Linked DNA regions of Xenopus laevis: region 1 is linked to region 2. Evidence: chromatin contacts called from public Hi-C data. All regions are on one chromosome and are shown on one strand. The core of a region is the stretch at or near the end of the contact, and the rest is flanking DNA. Distances in the headings are between cores, read along the strand shown.

Evidence for each region. Hi-C and Micro-C count contacts between places; a contact is called where the count stands out from the background.
Region 1: a Hi-C map of the XL177 cell line shows a contact between it and region 2, with 4 times the contacts expected there. The contact joins the promoter of esyt1.L here to the enhancer-like site in region 2. A contact is called at or near these places in 3 of 4 Hi-C or Micro-C datasets (the XL177 cell line, the XTC cell line and animal cap).

What each region holds. Positions count from the first base shown.
Region 1 is chr2L:144,469,315-144,472,022 of Xenopus_laevis_v10.1, reverse strand. It overlaps esyt1.L (extended synaptotagmin-1), which reads left to right and starts at 1,394. Exons shown (of 32, transcript XM_041582500.1): 1 at 1,394-1,552.
Region 2 is chr2L:144,411,209-144,413,983 of Xenopus_laevis_v10.1, reverse strand. No RefSeq gene overlaps it. Among protein-coding and RNA genes, the nearest start is that of myl6.L, 20 kb to the right of the region's middle. Within about 2 kb of position 1,468, at least 3 of the 7 cell types and tissues checked have an H3K27ac peak or open chromatin away from gene starts, as enhancers often do. A contact at or near this core is called in animal cap, where this site is marked.

The DNA.
Region 1 (2,708 bases), core at 145-2,644, 58 kb before region 2:
AGGCCTAAATAAAGAGCAATTTCAACATATACTGATAAAACAGGACAACCTCTGGATATGTTGGGGGCCCTAAAATGAATTTGCTGTGGGGCAAGGCACAGTATATTACCTGGGGTACCAGACCTGGACTGGGAGTCAAAATAGGCCCTGCCATTCCAAGTACGCAGAGGCCCAAACAGCCCCCAACCAGCCCACTCTATGGTAACTTTCTATGGAACCATACAGCAGCCCCTCTGGCATTTGCCAGAACCTACAGATTGCCAGCCCGGGCCTGTGGGGTACAGGCTCAGGTAGCGATTAGCAAAGTTGGTGGTGTAATTGGCGCATGGCCAAGGAAGTAGAGGCTGGACCAGTAGGGTTGCCACCTTTTTTTTTTGTAAAGTCCAAAGCACTTCATGAATACAAACACAATCATTTTGTCAGTGTGCCGCAGTGCTTTGGACTTTGCATGTGTATTTCCTAACCTATCCCATGGCAGGTGGGATATTTTACTGCTGAGCACCTGATTTCAAAAGAAAGCATACAGAGGTAGAGCACTTCAATACTGTGTGGACCTTTTTTTTGTAAGGCCTGTTCGGGTCTGAACTTTCTGATCGGTTGGCAGCCTTATAAAACCCGAACAATAATCTGCTCAATACATGAGAAGCATTTAAATACTAAGATACTCACCTCAACATGGCTTAGTTACTATCAAGTACAGTTCATTTTTATTATTACAGATACAAAAAAGAAGCAAAGCAATCAAAAATAAGAATGTTTTTTTTTTCTAAATTAGATTGCTGTATTTCAGAGCTTTCTGGATAACTGATTTCTGTATAATAGATCTCATACCTATAATTAAAGGATTGGGCTTAATCATCAAGCAGAATATAGGGTTGTCTTCTGTGTGGTTTTGAACTGAGCATCAATACTTCAAAATGGATAGAAATCCAGCCAGTTGCATTTAAGTGCAATATTATTATTATGTGTCATAACTCCACCAACATCATTGCAACCATCTCTGATGTCATCATACCTGCTCCTACATCACTGCCTCACCCCCAATGTTATCTGCCCTGCCCCCCCCCATGTTTGGGTTTAGCCATCAGCAAAGGTTGCAACCCTATGGACCAGACTGGCCCCTGTAAATTCAGGCAAAGGCTATAGGGGGCTGCAGTGAGACGTCACTAGTTATTGGAATGGTCGGGGGCTGCTTAGGTACCTGCACTTCAAATGCCAGGGTCCAACAGAGACCTGACAAGGGGCGTGGTCAAAATACACCAGAAAATAAGTTCCCACGTGTTTATGTTTCTGCATAATACATTTATTTATGTTGCGTTTCTCAGAGCCGTAATTTACTATTTTGCTCATCATCATCATCATCTCCATTGCCCTCCAGCCCAGGTAACCAAGGGGAGGTATAACTGTGGCGGGTCGGCTGAGAGAAAAGTCCCAGTCAATCAGAGTTATGACGACTTCCTCGAGGGCGGGACTTTCTTCCACCCACTTAGGTGGCACTGGGGAAGACGCTGCGAGTCTGATTGTGTAGCTGCTTCGCACAGACGGAGACAAGGTAATTGGGTTTATTTGTGTTATGTTTCAGCCACAGTCAGATGCAGCATTGGAAAGCTCAGCTAGAGGAACAGTGTTTGTCCAATGCATGCGTGTCTGCTGTGCTGCTGCTGCTGAGGGACTTGTGTGATCCCGTTAGCTGGCTGTCCTGCCTTGTCTCTATGTGCGACTGTCTGTCCTTGCTGCGTCTCTCCTTCTCACTCACTCACTTACATCCTATATAGTCCCATATCCAATACCTTTCTGACACTATGGCTCCCATTGACCTGTACTATATATATATATTTTGCTTTTATTTCGTGTTCAACTAAATCTTCAATGATCATATATGAAATAACAAAATAACATTTCATTCTGCTGTTCCCCAGAAAGTAACATTTTAGTTACCTGAGAAGGTGAACTAATCTGCCCCCATCCCAAACCTCTTTATGTGCCTATTACGAGAAACTGGAGAGCCACATACAGTGATGCTTCTCTCATTGATCATATGCATTCTCTCTTTAAAGGATTTATTCATGCACATTTTAATCTTTTTTACTCTCATATTTCTGAAATGTTAAGCTCAGACGGCAGGCTTCCCACTGCTGATTGTTTCTTTGTTCCCGTAGATCCCTCATTTTTCTCATATTACCAATTTTAGAGAAAATGTTGGAACGTTATAAATGAATCAATTAAATGTAATTGTAGTTCTGAACTGACTCATGTAGCAGCGTACTTGCCTTACACATTTGGACCAGTAGGTGGTAGACTTCCCATTTCAACTACATAGGTAAGGCTTGCAGGGAATATTGCTTTCTGTAGTCTCCTGCTCATGATGCTTTTTCGCTCTGTTATATGGTTTACCATAATTTTAGCAAGGTAAGTGTTTTTTCCACATCATGTCCTCAATCTCTAGTGATTTCTTTCTTTAGTTTAGGAAGATGACTAGGTCTACAAGTCTACAACATCTAAAATGACTACATAGAAGTGTTCTGCCACTCATGCATTCATGTGGCAGTTTGTAGTGTGTATATAGTGCCCATACTTTACTAATGCGAGGTCTACTTTAAGCGATGTTTTCCCATTATGAGCTACATCTATAATAGCATTGTTAGCATTCTGTTCAATGGAAAATATTACTTAAATATTGATGAAAATGTATATTGATATATTTTATA
Region 2 (2,775 bases), core at 219-2,718:
GGCAAGTCTGTGTGTATGTATATGTGCATATATAGTGCTTGCACTCTAATGCTTAAAATCCAAAAATGGGGTGCACGGTCAATAAGTGGTCATAACGTGTTGTACATGTTAATAAATAAAGATAATTTATTACAGGCCATGTTACTTGGGGCTGAAATATTTAATTGAATAGCTTATCTAGTTATTGAGCAATTTGACACTGAGGTGACCTGCAAATTTAGCCACAAACTAAATGTGAACGTTACTGCTAGGCAGGGTATCTTTCCACTGACCAATAAAGTTAACGGATGCAACTGGGTACTGAGAAATATAATGAGCCAATGGTAAGAGCAATTGTTCCTAATGAAACGGACCCTCCCTAGTGCATGTGCTTTGTGTGAATGGGATGGCAAACTTAGATTGCTAGCTCTATATAAATAAAGGATAGTAGCAATTATCCCCACCTGACATATCATGAAGGTAATGGCAGCCAATTAGACAACTGATGGCCAATAAACAGTGAGGCAGCGACCACATCTGATAACATGAGTATGAGAACTATGTAGTCTATCACAAAGCGTCTGCACACAGGGGAACAATATAGGCGACTAGACACATACATTGTATGTCAGCACTGTTATTTATCTGTATTGTCCCCTGCAGCAGCATTCTATAGAAGCAGCATTGCCACTTCCTACATCTGCTTTCATCTGCCACAGACCTGATAACAAAACTGATTGAATTTGTAAAGGGCAGTTGCAAATCACATTTACCTCTAGCTATTTTGTATGTAACTGCAAATGATGCTATGCTCACATATACATAAACAGTTTCACCCTATAGAGGGCTTATTCACCTTGCAACAATTTGTTTAGTTTAGTTGTATTCAAGTAGATCACCAGAAATAAAGACTTTTTTTCAGCTACTTTCTATTTTCTGTTTGTGACTTTTTCTAATATTGGAATGTAAAGTTTCATTTTTCACCGTCTTTAAGAAAGCAGCTCGGGGAGGGGGTCGCTGACTCTGTAACTGTTTTTCAATTGATTTAGTTGATACGTTTCTTATCTTTCTCCCTGTTGAGCAGAATCTCTGAGTTTCATTAAAGGCAACTGTTAGAATTGATACAATAGTTGCTAATACTCCACAAATACAGCTGAGAAATGGATCAACTAAAGTAGCAAAATTGTAACCGTTTAGATTCTGCATCTGCATTAATGAGCTGCCAGGCAAACACCAGAGACATGATCATTAATCCTTAAACTTAGATTTTGTAAAGATGGTAAAAAATTTAAATGAATTGAGAAAAGTCTTCATTTCTGTTGAACAATCTGAAAACAATTGAACAACCTCTATAGGTACTAGTCTGTATAATAGAGAAGCATAGTAACATAGTAAGTTAGGTTGAAAAAAGACATGTCCATCAAGTTCAACCTTTTAACTGTTAGTTAGCCCATGCATGCAGTTCGTTCCAAATCCGTTGCTTTTTGAACAAAAGAAATTAAGCTCATTCATTTCATTAAGTCCATACTATAGCTAGAATATATGAAACGCCGTACTATCTGTATAGATACCCAAGTGCACATGCTTAAAGTTGCAACTTTACGTGACCCATGGATGCCTATATAGAAAAAAAATCCCCCATGCCCACTACTGGACTACTAAATTCAGCAGCAGCAGAGCTAACGAAAAAATAAATGGTATTCCATTTCTATCAATGTTGGTGCTTGAACAAAGACTGTCCTGTGCCTGTTCCTAAGGGGAATGGAGTGGAGGGCTGAGCCCTGCAGTACACGGTCTTTACTACTATATATATATATATATATCAGTCTGTGGAGGAGTCAGCACTCGCATAACTTGGTGCAAACGTGCCTGGGTGCAGTGTCCAAAATATAGAATTTCTATCCAACAAAGAAGGTCCGCATTCTCAGGTCTTAAATAAAAATCAAATATGGTTTATTAACTTAAGGACTAACGTTTCGGCCTCTCCGAGGCCTTTCTCGAAGGCCGAAATGTTAGTCCTTAAGTTAATAAACCATATTTGATTTTTATTTAAGACCTGAGTGTGCGGACCTTCTTTGTTGGATAGAAATTATATAAATATAGTAAGAAGGATCAGCACTCACTGTATTTATGTGAAGAAAAATCGCTTTTTATTTTTAAAAATTTACATCATAATCCGACGTTTCTGTCCCACCTGGGGACCTTTTTCAAGTCCTTCTTACTCTATACATGAATGCCTTCATGTATGAGTTTGAAAATAAGCACATATATGGTCATGAAACTTTTAAAAGGCATGGTAGCTTTTTTTGGCGCTACATAGACGATATCTTTTTTCTGTGGACTGGTACATCAGAACAAATGGAATTGTATGTTGATTATCTTAATAAACTGGATACGCCTGTTAAACTCACTTTGAATTACAGCTCACAAGAGATCAATTTTCTTGATGTCCAGCTGTATAAATCCAATCAGGGATTATATACACGGTTATACTCCAAAGAAACTGACAGGAACACGCTACTACATTACACAAGCCACCAAATAGGCATCTTATGGAATCACTTCCCAAGTCCCAGATGATGAGAGTAGTACACATAGATAGTGACCCCAAACAGAAAGAGGTGGACCTGGAGAAAATGGGGCAAACATTTCTGGATAGAGGATATCCAAATGCACTAATCAGGGAAACCATCAACACAGCATTGGCTATGAATCGGGAGGATTTATTAAGTCCAAGAACAAATCGGGTAAAAGTTGAAAACCGTCACGACATGTATTATGTCAGCACATTCAACC